Regions from separate parts of the Salvelinus alpinus genome. Here region 2 is linked to region 1. The links are chromatin contacts, called in public Hi-C maps. All regions are on one chromosome and are shown on one strand. The core of a region is the stretch at or near the end of the contact, and the rest is flanking DNA. Distances in the headings are between cores, read along the strand shown.

What was found. A called contact is a pair of places that touch in the nucleus more often than the background predicts.
Region 2: a contact with region 1 is called in a Hi-C map of red muscle, with 9 times the contacts expected there. The contact joins the promoter of LOC139575917 here to the promoter of LOC139575029 in region 1. A contact is called at or near these places in 2 of 3 Hi-C or Micro-C datasets (muscle and red muscle).

The regions. Positions count from the first base shown.
Region 1 is chr5:30,789,623-30,796,403 of SLU_Salpinus.1, reverse strand. LOC139575029 (neurotrophic factor BDNF precursor form-like) reads left to right here and starts at 3,223. Exons shown (of 2, transcript XM_071399952.1): 1 at 3,223-3,453.
Region 2 is chr5:31,228,260-31,235,294 of SLU_Salpinus.1, reverse strand. It overlaps LOC139575917 (vesicular glutamate transporter 2.1-like), which reads left to right and starts at 2,857. Exons shown (of 12, transcript XM_071401355.1): 1 at 2,857-3,384; 2 at 5,152-5,407; 3 at 5,946-6,064. The coding sequence starts at 3,311. LOC139575914 (anoctamin-5-like) reads left to right here. Exons shown (of 21, transcript XM_071401353.1): 21 at 1-1,712.

The DNA of each region.
Region 1 (6,781 bases), core at 1,974-4,473:
CCAGTAACTTTATGTTACAAGTTGGACCAACAGAATATGACTTGGGTATGACACTAGCAGGTAGACTGGGGAGGGGACATGTAATCTGATAAACCTATATTGATTCTGATGTTGCAGTGCAGCATGACAGAGAATAACTACAAAGAGTTCAGCACACCGTGATGAGAAGATAAATAGGTTTTGCTAGTGTTCTCTTCCTAAAGGGCAGTCGAAATACGAGAGGGGTGTCTGAGTTACAAAAGCATAATTTAAAACAATTCTCTCGGGACCTTCTTTTTCGGCAGGAAAATACCTACTCTTTCTGCATATTGGATTCTTAATGGTAAATAAAAAGGGAGTGAAACAGTTTCACTGTCATGCTAGTAATTGTGCAATCCATGTGCTCAGTCTGCGCTCATCTGTAGAGCCTAACATCCTGTAAACAGAGACATGGGGAGAGAAGTTGAAGAGATGGACTGGGATCTGAGGGTTAGAGATATCCCGCCATCAGTGTGTACGCTATTTTTAGCGCAGGTACTAGTAACTCGTGACGTGAGGCACTCATTATCAATATTTATGGAACAAAGATCGAGACAGAGTAATGATACGCAGTCCTCTTAGGACCCATCCACCCATAATAGTTGTCGTTACAGGCAACGAAGGAAAATGCTGATGGACAAATAAAATGTAGGCGGGCACTTTACATTTAGTAATGATTTCAGAGACCAGGCTATGCCCAAATGTAATTAACAGACGTAAACAAGAAAGCCGGATGACCTAAAACACATGTTAAACTATAAAGAAACACACATTCTAAATAAATAGCTACAGGTTAACAAGCTAAGGATTGTATTTTGGCCTAGCATTTTCCAAGCTAGCCCTGCAATACTAACACTATTTCACCTGTTGGAGCATACTGAGAGAAACCCAATGTAATCACACATCTCTAAGGACTGCACTACATGCATAAGTAATAATGCATGAGGAATCTATTGAGGAAATGATCTTACAAACCCACAAACAATTTTTAAAACATGATTGAATTCTACTAAAGACAGTGGATCTATTGGTTTGATTTTGATGATCAAATCAGGGTAAAAATGATATCGCAACTCAAAACTATGTACTGTTGCTATAAAATGAACAAAAAACTAAAGCCTTAGTGACTATTGTATGAGACGAGAGAATCCTGGATAGAGAACCTACAGGTAGTTAGTTGATGATGCTGCAGGTGAAGAGTTGCTCACCCCCTGCAGAAACAGACTGGCCATAGGGCAGTTAGGGCAAATGCCATATGGTCTGGTCCAGCTTTAGCAGTGGGCAGGTCTAAATAGGGGGTTTTGTACAGAATTATCATTACTTGGCTAATAATGAGCCTCGCAGGAAAAAAATGGGCCGGTGTGTTAGAAATCCCTGGGCCGATTTCAGGTCCCAGTCCGTCCCTGACCCTGTGAAGAATGCATAATGGTGGGACCTGTGAGTAGTTATCACAGGAGTAGGTCTAGTTTCTGTTCGTTGAGGATTCAGGAACTGGAAATGTATCATATCAATGTGTTGACTCGGAGTAACAAGTTATCATATGTTTGTTACAATGTTTTTTGCTCATACTGAGTTTTTGTGCTGACTGAAACTGAGTTCCCTCTTGTGTGCATAGTGAATATGCTGTAATGAAACATTGCCTGATCTGTTTTAATTGCTTTGGGACTTTTGTTTCAAGATTGCTAAATGTACGGTCCCTGCTGTTCACTGACCTGTTTTGCTTTAAACATGAAGTTCTTGGTACATGGCCCCATTGTAGGAATCACTTCCTGGAATGGTCTTGGTGTTGATCCGTCTTGGATCTGTCCAATCACAGCTTGGAAAGATAAGAGATTATTCCTAACAAACCAGTTCATCTACAACACTTAAAGTCATGTGCATGTTTTGTAGACAGGAGGTGACTGATATTGTTGGGGAGGGCACATGGCATAGGGGAGAATGCCATGCCAACTAACATGCAGTCCAGGAATCAAGCGATCAATTGGTGACCTCGGAGTGAGCCATAAGATATTGTGGTGCAGAGTGCGGGGGAGGGCATGGATAGTGGAAAAGGGGCGAGCATGAGTCAGTGGCAGAGTGTGTGAAAGCTGTGGGAGCAGAAGAAGCGTTAACAACATAACAAGTAGATGTAAGTCAAGTTGCCATGTTATGAGGAGGACTATGGAGGACTGAGAGTAGGATGACGGTAGAAGACGGAGAGGTGACGGGTGAAGTACATTCTAGTGTACCACCTTCTAGAGAGCTATGCTATGTGCTTGTGGGAGGGCTACTACTAATCAAACTTAGTGATCTAATAATGTGTGGTTCATCCACAGTTTGCCTTAATTTAGCACGGAGTTGATCGGCGTCTAAAGTAAGTGAGAATTAAAAATGAAAATGTAGTATCCATTGCCATGGAGGGAGACTTATTTTTGGGTGCTGTTATTTTTGCCAAACAAAAAAAGTCTTAGGGAATAGCCTTGCTGTAGAACAGGTATGGAAACTACATCCACTTTTAGTTGATATGTGATGAGCTATGTAAAAAAAACATTTTCTGTAAAAAGAATAAGTGGCATCTGATTGTGCACAAGTGATGTTTTTGAAGGTATCGAGTTGATTTCAGGGACTTCATAGTCTTGCAAAGCCCTCTTGACTTCCATAACCCACCCCAAATACACACACACAGTAACACACACACAAACACACACACACAGGTTGATGGAGTTTATGGATGTGTACCTGGGGAATGCTATCTCTCTTTACCCTAGAAGTGGTCCCTTGGACTGGAAGTTAAAATAGACATACAGTATGTACAGAATTAGACTTAGGGGAGGGTTACCATGCATGCAAGTGTCAGTGGTATCGTGTTTTCAGGTACAGCCATCTGATTGAGTAGTGTGTTACATTGTTAAACCTAGTTGTCTAATTAGTCCGACAGTCCACGTAGCCTATTTGTTGTGTGTGTTCATGTGCTAGAGATCTAATGTAGCCATAGGCTACCATTCCAACAGTATTTGCCATGAGCGACGAATTATTAATACCATTCTGTTTCACTTATTTTACAACTCCCTAGATAGTTCGAATCCTGGTTCAAAGTTGGGCAAATATCTCCTATTACTCATGTTACTTACCAGTACATTTGTAGCGCATATACGAGTGTCACAGGTGTGACGAATACCCCAAGCATAGCGCTTCGTCACTGCATAACAATTAGATCGCTGAGTGTTCGCGGTGCAACTGATGGAATTTTACTGAAAACAGATATCGCGTTTGAACTTGGAATTAATGATTGTAAACTGAAACATTTAGGATTTAAACCATTGAGTTGTGGGCTACAGCAAAATACCTAAACATATCTAGAAGTTTAGGGCATAGCCTAGACTACTTGAAGACGTGGATTCACTTCTGATTTTTCTAGGCATTTGAAAACGAAGCAAATAACAGTATATTGCAAATGTAAGTATATGAGTCTGGCTCTGTTTCGTCCTCAACGCTAGTTTTATTTTTAGCAGCAACAAGTTCTCAAAGAACATCATCTCAATAGCGAGAGGGACGATAAACGATTGAGAAATGTTTGTCTTATCCGGTATCATCCCACCTCTGATTGTAAAAAATAGAAATGTTCAAAGTTGTGCGGGCTTTGCGTAATATTGCCTGAGTGGTAACAATAGATAGGCAGCGAAAGATATAACCTAGGCTACTTCGTACATATGTCTTATATTGTACAACTGTTAGGGGGGCTCAATATTATTGTGCAAACATAGCCTAATTTAAAGAACTGAGATTGTATTAATTGAGTGGTCATTTAGGGTCCCTCATAAACTTGACTGCCTTCGCTTATTTCAATCACGTAAGACCTCTAATGGCGTTGTCCGGGAGAGGGTATTGCGTATATCTGTCTTTCTATCTATACAGGCTTTTGTGAAAATCGCGGCTGGTTGTTGTTTGTCCTGACTGTAGAGCCACCAAGGTGTTACAGAGTTTAAGCACGCGGAGATTGCAAAGGGTTATTAGATTGATAAGTCACCGAAGTGGTGGGCGATCTACTGAGCACAGCAGAAGTTCTCATATGATGACTTCAAACAAGACACATTACCTACCAGCATCTGTTGGAGTGAGTGGATATTAAGACACTTCTATCTCCAGGACAGCGTTGAGGAAAATGGTAAGTAACATGGAAATACAATCGAAACAGGAATGGTATCCAAGAAATAGCAATGCTTGCGATTTAATCCGGGAATTAATATAGGCTAGCTGGATGATGGGATGGACTCTGTGGGCTACTTAAGAAACTCTCAACAGAAACCCATGTGTTTGTTAAGAAGGATGATATTGGCAAAGCTTCTGTAAAAAGATTGGAAGTCATTTCTAAGCTCAAGAAATGCAGGTAAATTATGTATTGGGATATATTGTATCATCTGTGCGCGAAATGTGCGAGTGTGCTGTATTGTCTTTCAGGACTTTAAGGTTGTGTATATTGCTAACCAGGGTTTTATGGTATGTATTGAATATCCTATTTTCAAGTGTGGTGCCAATGAAAGCAACATGTGTGTACCTGTCGTTCTGCCCTATACATGACTTGAAGAGTGCGGCAATAACGCAGTAGGATCAGCATTGTTAGGTGTACAGCTATTTGGAGACGCTATTTGATTGAGCCTTTGTGGTGACTAGGGGCTTTTGGTATAGGTGCTGTTTTTCTTAAGGTCCGGCCAACATGTGATCAAATATTAACAGGACAGGCTTGGGGAGAAAAACGTTCACGTGACAAGGCGTTGGGAAGCAGTAGAGTAAAGCAGTATCAAATGGCACTTAACAAAACTATAGATTTTTTTTGCCCCCTTAGTTACCCTCGCTGTGTTATGCTTTCAGCACGTTGGACAGAGGCACCGGAGTCGTTGCATGGACTAAAACACCAAGTGGACATCAACTCTCTTTTGCTGTTCCCTTACCAAAGCTGGGGAATTTTTTTCAACTTTTGGTAAGCGTATGCTGAGGGAGCCCTGTGATCTATAACGGAAAACAGGAGAAAAGCGCGTGTCAATGAAGGGCTTGCGCTTTGAGATTTGTCTCGCCACTTAGAGCATGTGAAAGTTGAAATCTTAGAGCCGCTGTATAGGGCGTGCGTTCTTTTCAAGCTCCAGTCTTGGTATACAGCGTTAACTTTGGGAAATGCAAGTCTTGGTCTTGGAGATCTAACCACTGATAGTGGTTGTCAGCCCTTGAAAAGGTAAGAGTTCCCTCCATTGTGATTCATTGTTATTCATCCGCCATCCTTGTCATTATCGCCTATATTGTTTTGTGGTTTCAAATTGAACTTGGATCCTATCAAATGCACCGTCATGGTATTGTGCATTGATTTGCGTGAAATTATATCCAGCTAATTATTTTCCAATTTACTATTTTGATTTGATTTGATTGATAACAGTCAGCGTTTATGGATTTATGCAAGGTGCTATTTCACCTCATGAAAGTTTCGTTTGAAGGATGTATATTTTTATACAGATTACAATATTTCTCAGTACTATGAGTGCATGACGGAGCCTTAAATTAAACACGCAAAGCACTCGTTTAGGTTTATGCTGTAGACATTTAGCAAACGCTCTTGTTCAGAGCGACTTACCAAGGCTATGCATGAAGGGAAGCTTAATGCAACTCGTAAACAAAACCTTTAGAATCACTCAAATATATTTTTTTACATTTACTGCAACACAATCTAGGCTACGGGATCCCGTCTCCCAATCGAAATGGAACTTTTGAATGCGCAATTCATGAATCATTCTACCCGGCACTAAGCAGAATAATGGTGCATATCCTAAATAAAATATTAGCCTCAACCCAGGCTACCTCCTTCTCACTGACTCGCTTCATATTAGGGCATATCTATCTATCTATATGTATTTTTGTTTGTCTCGCATATCAAACTATTGTATTCCTCTCTCAGCCCTAAGCGGCAAAAAATAGCCTACTCTTATCTGTTTAACATCTTACCATCCTCCGTCATCGCGATCAAATCACTTGTGTTTTTACTACAGCCGCTCCTCGGTTTCATTCATACTGCGCTTTCACTCTAGCACTAGCATCACCTGCTACCCCTCTTTGTCCGCGCACAAGTCTGTGTAGCCCACATTCGACCTGTCGGAGACAACTTCCACGTTTACAATAAATAGCAAAACCACAAATTACACAATGATTTAATGAAATATGAAGAACAAAAACATTACCGAGAAATCACCTCATAGAAATCAGAGGAATTTCAAAGATGCAATCAGAGATATGAAATTACAAGAAAGATAGGCGTGGTCAAACTGCCTATTGACAGATGTTAGGCTATGGCTGGCTAAAGGTGGTGCGAGATAAGATGGCTTGATAAGAAATTGCCCAAAAGCAGTTTTTTTTTAAGACAGTAGAAAACCAGGCATGCAAGATTGCGTTGATCTTCAAATTGATTAGTCCGCGACAATGTTTTTGCTGACTTAACAGCCAACGGACTTTAGAAATTCGTCTTGCGTGCCAGCGAAGAAACTGTGGATATTGTCTGTATTCAATCTATCTCTTTGTACGGCTTCAGTTCAAAGATTCTGATTTCAGGACGATGCTATTGAATGGCAAACAGCTGCAAGAAAAACCCTAAGATATCAACGCCCACAAGCGCTCGCAGCCCTGTTTTAATCAAGAAGCTTCCAGTGGGGTTACATTTCAATGCATTATTGATGCATTATCCTCATTTATAGGCTACGTCTGAATTATTACAGCTTCATTGTGTTTTTAAATGTTTAAGTTCAAT
Region 2 (7,035 bases), core at 1,608-4,107, 440 kb before region 1:
GACTCCGGGATGCTGGATTAGCTAACACAACGTGCCATTGGAACACAGGAGTGATGGTTGCTGATAATGGGCCTCTGTACGCCTATGTAGATATTCCATAAAAAATCAGCCTTTTCCAGCTACAATAGTCATTTGCAACATTAACAATGTCTACACTGTATTTCTGATCAATTTGATGTTATTTTAATGGACAAAAATGGCTTTTCTTTCAAAAACAAGGACATTTCTAAGTGACCCCAAACTGTTGAACGGTAGTGTATGTTTGGTCTGATAGAGCCCTTTCCAGTGGATATAATCTACACTCCATTTGAAATGTTTTGAGTGGCATATTAAGTCATACCAGACAAAATATTAGCCATGTTTTTGGGGTTGCATTCCTCTTTCTTATTTAGATTTATGGCGAGATATGCATCTTGTACATATGATTTCTTCTGGTGTGGGAGGCAAATGTGTTTTTGCCTGTGTTACTCGCACATGTATCTATCTGCTCTTTATTTTGACACTTATCAAACTCATTGTAAGCAGGAAAATCAAATTCCTCAGCCCTGTTAGTCATTACTCACTTAAGTTAAGTTGATCATTCCTGTCTGCTTTTTCTGTCATACTCTGTGTCTGTACTCCGTAGCACAATGGATGGCCTTCTCTTTTTAATTTTGTTTTAGCACAGAGCACTTATATGGGACTGATTTGATTTAGCCAATGAGTCTTTCAGACAGAAAACTCCACTACATTATTACTGTTTAATGTCAATCATTCCAACATGTCTGGATGGTCTCATATTAAAAGGAAAGTTGACTTTAGATTACATGTTTCAAAACAATTGTTATGAAATTCAACTTCAAAAGGGACTGTAGCTTATTGAATCGATTTCAAGTTACTGTAGTGTGATTTGTGCAAACAGAGGTGTTAGCTATACAGTATATAGACTCAGAGTATGCATCACAATCTCGTGTCCCATAGACATTCAATGTAAGGAGACATGCATATTTTAACAACATGAGTGAACTGTCCACTTTACAGCAATAAATTCACACTATTTTATCACAGCCAGTATACACATGAAGAATGTTGGGATATGTACAGTAGTTGCCACATTAATTTCAGTAAACAACCCACTTATTATTTAGATTGTTGTACAGATTACATTTGTAAAGGATAGTTTACTCAATGTAAGATTAGGTATTTCTGTAGTTTATTGATCAGTTTTGATTCTGTAGGCTTTTTCTAGGTTCATCTGTTTTGAACTAATCTGTTTTGTAAATGTTAATAGCCTCTCATGCTGAAGGTGGACACTATACCCTTGGATGATTTTACTTGGTATAACTTCAACCTCAAAGTCACATAGTGATGTACCATCTCAGGCTTGTCAATATCCCAGTGCTTGACTAACACCACTCTCAGCCATACAGACAAAATCCATTGGGAGACTCTTGACTCCTCATGTCCTTCTTGCATGCAGGGTGGAAGCCATAGTACATGACCAGTAGATCAATGCCTTAAATGTCTATGTTTACTTTTTGGGATGTTCTTCAAAAACAATAACTTTCTATTGTTCTATTCCTATGATGTTTCGAAACTCATATGTTTTTATATCATAGTCTGTGTTGTCTAAATATGTCGTGTCTTGCTTGTTTTCCTTGAAAGGCTATTGAACTTATTAACAACATTTTGATAATGTAATTGCTTTAAATAAAATATTTCAGGATTTTAAATGTGTGCACTCTACAATTTACTGTATAACTAAGAAATCTCAAATTCACATGTATTTACAGTTGTTCAAAAATATTGTCAAACAAACATGTATAGAATAGAATAATACAGGCATGACAATAGTAGCCTATTCATATGAGAAATATTTCAAATATTTGACAAATAACAGTCAATATCATGTTTTTTAAATAAAGTTGATCGTCACGATTTCACACCCAGCCAGTGTACGTCGAGGATGTCTCATTGGCCTAATGCAAAAACCTGATAGGAATTATAGTAAGTGCCCGCCAGATGGCATCAGTGCCTCAATCCATTTATATTGTATTAGCATTAGGTAGGTGCCAGTTTATTTCAGAATCCCCATGTGTCTCTCAAAGGTGTCTGGCTCTCACATTTTAATATTTCACAATGACCCAACTTCAGAATGAATTGTGGTGGAACCGCAATTCTCTCGAAATAGTCAAAAACATGGATCAATGATTTTATTATTTGCAACATTGTTTCAATGAATATGCATGGAGTAGCCTCCATATTCTACCCTTCTACCCTTTGATGTTATAGTTACAGTGGTGTGTGTGTGTGTGTGTGTGTGTGTGTGTGTGTGTGTGTGTGTGTGTGTGTGTGTGTGTGTGTGTGTGTGTGTGTGTGTGTGTGTGTGTGTGAGCAAGCGAGAGAGAGAGGTGGGTGAAAGTGTATGTGTGGGGGATGCCTAAATTATTGATGAATTCCTGTTTTCACGAGAGCTCATACGAAGGGAATCAAGCCCTCGTCTGGTTTCCATAGCACCGCCCTCCGGAGGCTAAGACAGTATTTTATGTAGGCTACATGTAGACTTCATGTCTGGTATAAAAACAAACATTGGGAAAGGTTGTAAAACTGGAAATGACTTGCGTTTGTAATGTCACCATGCATTGCCCTCACACTTTGTAAGGTTATGATTTCCAAATGCAATCAAACCATCCTTTCTTATTCCAGCCTGAACCACTCCCTAAATCAGTCGATTACAGTATAACAACAATAGCTTTCAGGACAGTAGGCTATATTGAATATCGCTCTGGTGATCAGTAATGGGGATGCGGCGTGCACCACGCGCAGATAGTGTGCACGAGGCTGTCGCTGACCTTGGTGCTGAACAGCCAGAGGTTCTCGCGACGTCAGAAAAGCTGGCGGTCTCCACATGAGACGCGCAAGCCCAGCTCTGTGGTTTATAGAAGCAACTCCACACACCGCTAGTTCCCGCTTTTACTGATTGTTTTTTTTGTTTAAAATGATATGGTTATCACCGTAGACGCTTCTAACGTTTTTCTCTTTCGTTCGCTTTATGAATTATCTGTAGATTTTCATTACGATGGCATTGCATGCACTTGTACGTGAGGCGAACGATGAGTTTATAATGGTGAATGGGGAATCAGAGCTCATCTGATTTCTCTCATATGTAGGCGTTTTACAGCGATCGACGCGTGATAGGCTACAGATCTTGTCTGTTTTTCTTATCAAATAATCATATACATCGCTTGCTTCACCGGTTTGTTCGGTCACATTGTACCGTAACATGAAGCTTAAACAATAGACATTTTTGAGAAAAACATTACATTTGGATATGGAGTCCGTCAAGATGAGAGCCAAAGAGGGGATAAAGGAATTTGGGGCGAAGACCCTGGGGCAGATGTACAAGTAGGTGTTGAAATTCTGTTTTATATGCAGGCTAGCCCATGTTTAAACATAGGGCTGGTTATGATTTCTGTATTTTCAAGTGATAGGCCTACAATATGGTGGTGTAATATGGTGGTGTAATGGTAGTAGACTACTTACTGTACGTTCCTATCCTATGCCGAGAAGTGTTTTACTTTTATCTCAAACAGCTTGCAGTCATGGTCACGCCTCTAATAGACGTAGTGGGAAAATTATGCAATTCTGTATAACCTCGTGAAAGCACAGGAAGGACCTTGATGCATGTGGAAAAAGTCACTAATACATTCACGCATTAAACAGATAGCTATGAAAAGCATTTGCCGTGAACTAGCCTAGTATGTATGCGATTAGATTTTAAAAAATCCACGGAGTGTTATCTTCGTTTGCAACTGGCTTGTGACTGCGTCCCTGTAATATTTTAAATATTTTACAGAAAACTTCCTGTAGTTGTGGGAGGGTATCTATTTCATTATTTACGGGATGGGTATCGATTTATTACTAGTCTAAACGTCTAACTGATTTGTCTTGCTAAGTGGCAAGGCCTTCATTCAGACATATATTCTGATGCTTGTAGTTGCAGCATACTGTCAATAAATGTATTGTTGAAGCTCTAAATGAATAGATTTCGTTTTGGTTAGAATTTTTTTTCGATTCATTGTTGCTTCCTTCGATAGGCCTATTTGGATTCCAAATCCCACTTTAAACTTAGTCTGTATGAAATAACAGTTACATGTTATTGCGTAAAAAATATGTATTTTTCGTTCGGCATAACGAAATGATCACCTTAATGTAGTTCATGTAAATTACACATTATGTGCAGTAGTTTTGATATTCCAAATGTATTTTCTAAACAGGAGTGCATAATTAGCATTCGTCATTGTTACAGTGCCGTTGTGAATAAGATAGAGTTCTTATAATTTTTTCCTTATGCCGATTTCACATCATTTTTTTTAGGTATAGGCCTAATACTGTAACTGTAGGCTAAGCTTTATTTGGCAAACGAATGAATTGTGCATATGGTCATAAATGCATTTGAAACCGCAGCGTGAATGTTTGCCTGGAGAGATGAGCAACTGCCCAAACCGTGAATGCAAATGAGGGTGAAGGTGAGCGGTTGCTGCAATGCGGTGGAGGCATCTTCATTCGCTTCTTGCTCCAATCTACGATGCTTTTTTTGGCATTCGATGAGATTGAACCTGGTGCCGCTAACATACAGCACTATTTTCTATTAATAGTTGCTCAATTACCTTGCTAAAGTAGACTTTTCGTTTAATGAAAAAACTAAAACATTTTCTGGATCATGTTAGTTATCATGTTCTGAATCATGTTGGTTATCATTCATCAAATAGCGCCCCCAGTCGTTGGGGCGAATACACTATCCTCATAAAACAACGGATTGAATAGGCATAGATATGTAATGCAGACCTAGATGACCTAATAAAATGATGTTTCAGTACGCTATCCAAAGAAGATGGTTTTAAAATAGAAATCAGTCTTCTTCCTTATTTTCAAAAACTTCTAAATTTTAAAGACTATTATTGGACATGATGCAGGCCATATTTTGAAGGCTGCAGGCTATAATATATAGGCATGTAGGTCTATCATTTAACTTAATTGCAGGCCTGAATTTTTGCTACACTAAAATGCCTTTATATTTCATAACATTCAAATATCAAACGTAGGCTAATCTATTAATTTGAGGCTGATTAACCGAGGAAATTTGATGACTTTTTATCTGGCTGTTTGAAGGGTGATGGAGAAGCGACAGGGAACTGGTGAAGTTATCGAACTAACAGAGGACGGCAGGCCCTCTGAGGCCCAGGAGAAGAAAGCACCTCTGTGCGACTGCACATGTTTTGGGCTGCCCCGTCGATACATCATCGCCATCATGAGCGGTCTAGGCTTCTGTATCTCCTTCGGCATCCGATGCAATCTGGGCGTGGCCATCGTGGGAATGGTCAACAACAGCACTATTCACAAAGATGGGAAGATCATCATCACAGAGGTGTGTGTGGTGCACACTTTACTGACGTCAACATCGTGTCACCGCCATCCCTAATTTGTCGACCCTAAAAATAGTCCAGATGTTGGAGGTCTCCTAATCTTCTCACACTTGACCTGACCTTATATTGAAAATAAAAAATAGGCAAAGGCAGATACAGAACATTTCCCTTAATGTATTGGTTTTCTAGCGAGATTATCTAATTATTTTTCAGTGCAGCCATAATAGGTATGCCACAACCATAAACTATTGTATCCCATAATAACACAGCATTTAGCCTGTGTGTCCTACACATCGGAATTGGGTACCGTATATGATAGTAGTGATTATAGCTCACATTTCTGCTAGTCACTATATGCTTATTTACTGTTATGATATGAGAGCCTTATGCTTTGGTTATTACGGTTATTATACGGTATTATACGTTTTGTTAATTATTGTATTGAATTATAATGAAATTATACATGTGAAGAGGATTTATTATGTTTCATCGATTTTTTATGGTTTGTATTGTTGTCTTTGTTTTTATTTCACTGGAAAGAAAGCGAAGTTCAACTGGGACCCAGAGACAGTCGGTATGATCCATGGTTCGTTTTTCTGGGGCTATATAGTGACGCAGATCCCGGGAGGGTACATATGCTCGAGACTGGCAGCTAACAGGTAGGCCTACATTATTTTTTTGATTTAGTTTTTACAAAAGTTATCATTCCTTCTCACAGTCTCAAATGGGATTTATTCCTTATGATTCAATTGGTTACTAAAATCCATCTCTATGAAATGAACGACCCTCAAGAAAAAAATGAAAATAGGTCTGATTTCTTTTGGTCATGAAGAGATGTACCCGAGCAACTGTGATGATGACGTGGATGTTGGCTACTGAAGCCTGGATATACTATCGGTTTTCAACGTATTATTATCACACCTTTTCCCGTCAGAATACATTTTGTGATAAACAATTTTCTAACAGAATCAACATTTTAATGGTCTGAAAATGTTGCAGACACAATGGCATCCCACAAGGGTTTACTTGGATGTTTCAAATCTTTACGACAATTCGGCCTTTATTGTAAATGAGAGGGAGGATTTGCAGGCCTGTATTGTGACACAAGGTTTAGCAGACAGTAGGCATAGTAACCACTGTGACTGCAATGGAGAAGGCCATTAATGGGGAATTAATTTGGGAGGGAGCGACTCAGCCGCCGACGCTGGCAGTGCTATTGAGATTTGACGGTGTCGCTCCGGTCCACAGGGCTTTCTGCCACCTGTTAATGAGGTCTCCGGGGGGAGCCGTGTCTAATTTGCTGCATTCTGGGGGCATGGCGACCAGCCCGGTCCTCGTCGCCGAAGGCTTACTCACGCTCATATGCACTGTGCACACTAAACATGGCTTATAAATAACGTTTAGGCCTAGCCTACACGAGGCCTGAGCAGCATTAAATATAGGATATTATAATAGGAAATCTAGGTTTAATTACTTTATATTTAGTGGATCTTTGGACCACAGTTCATCATAGTAGTGCCCATAATAATTTGGTGATCGCAATTTATACCCTGAATATACATGAAGAAAAACTATCAATTTGGTTGAGTATATACAATATTACTATTTGTTGAGCGGGCTATTTAAATAT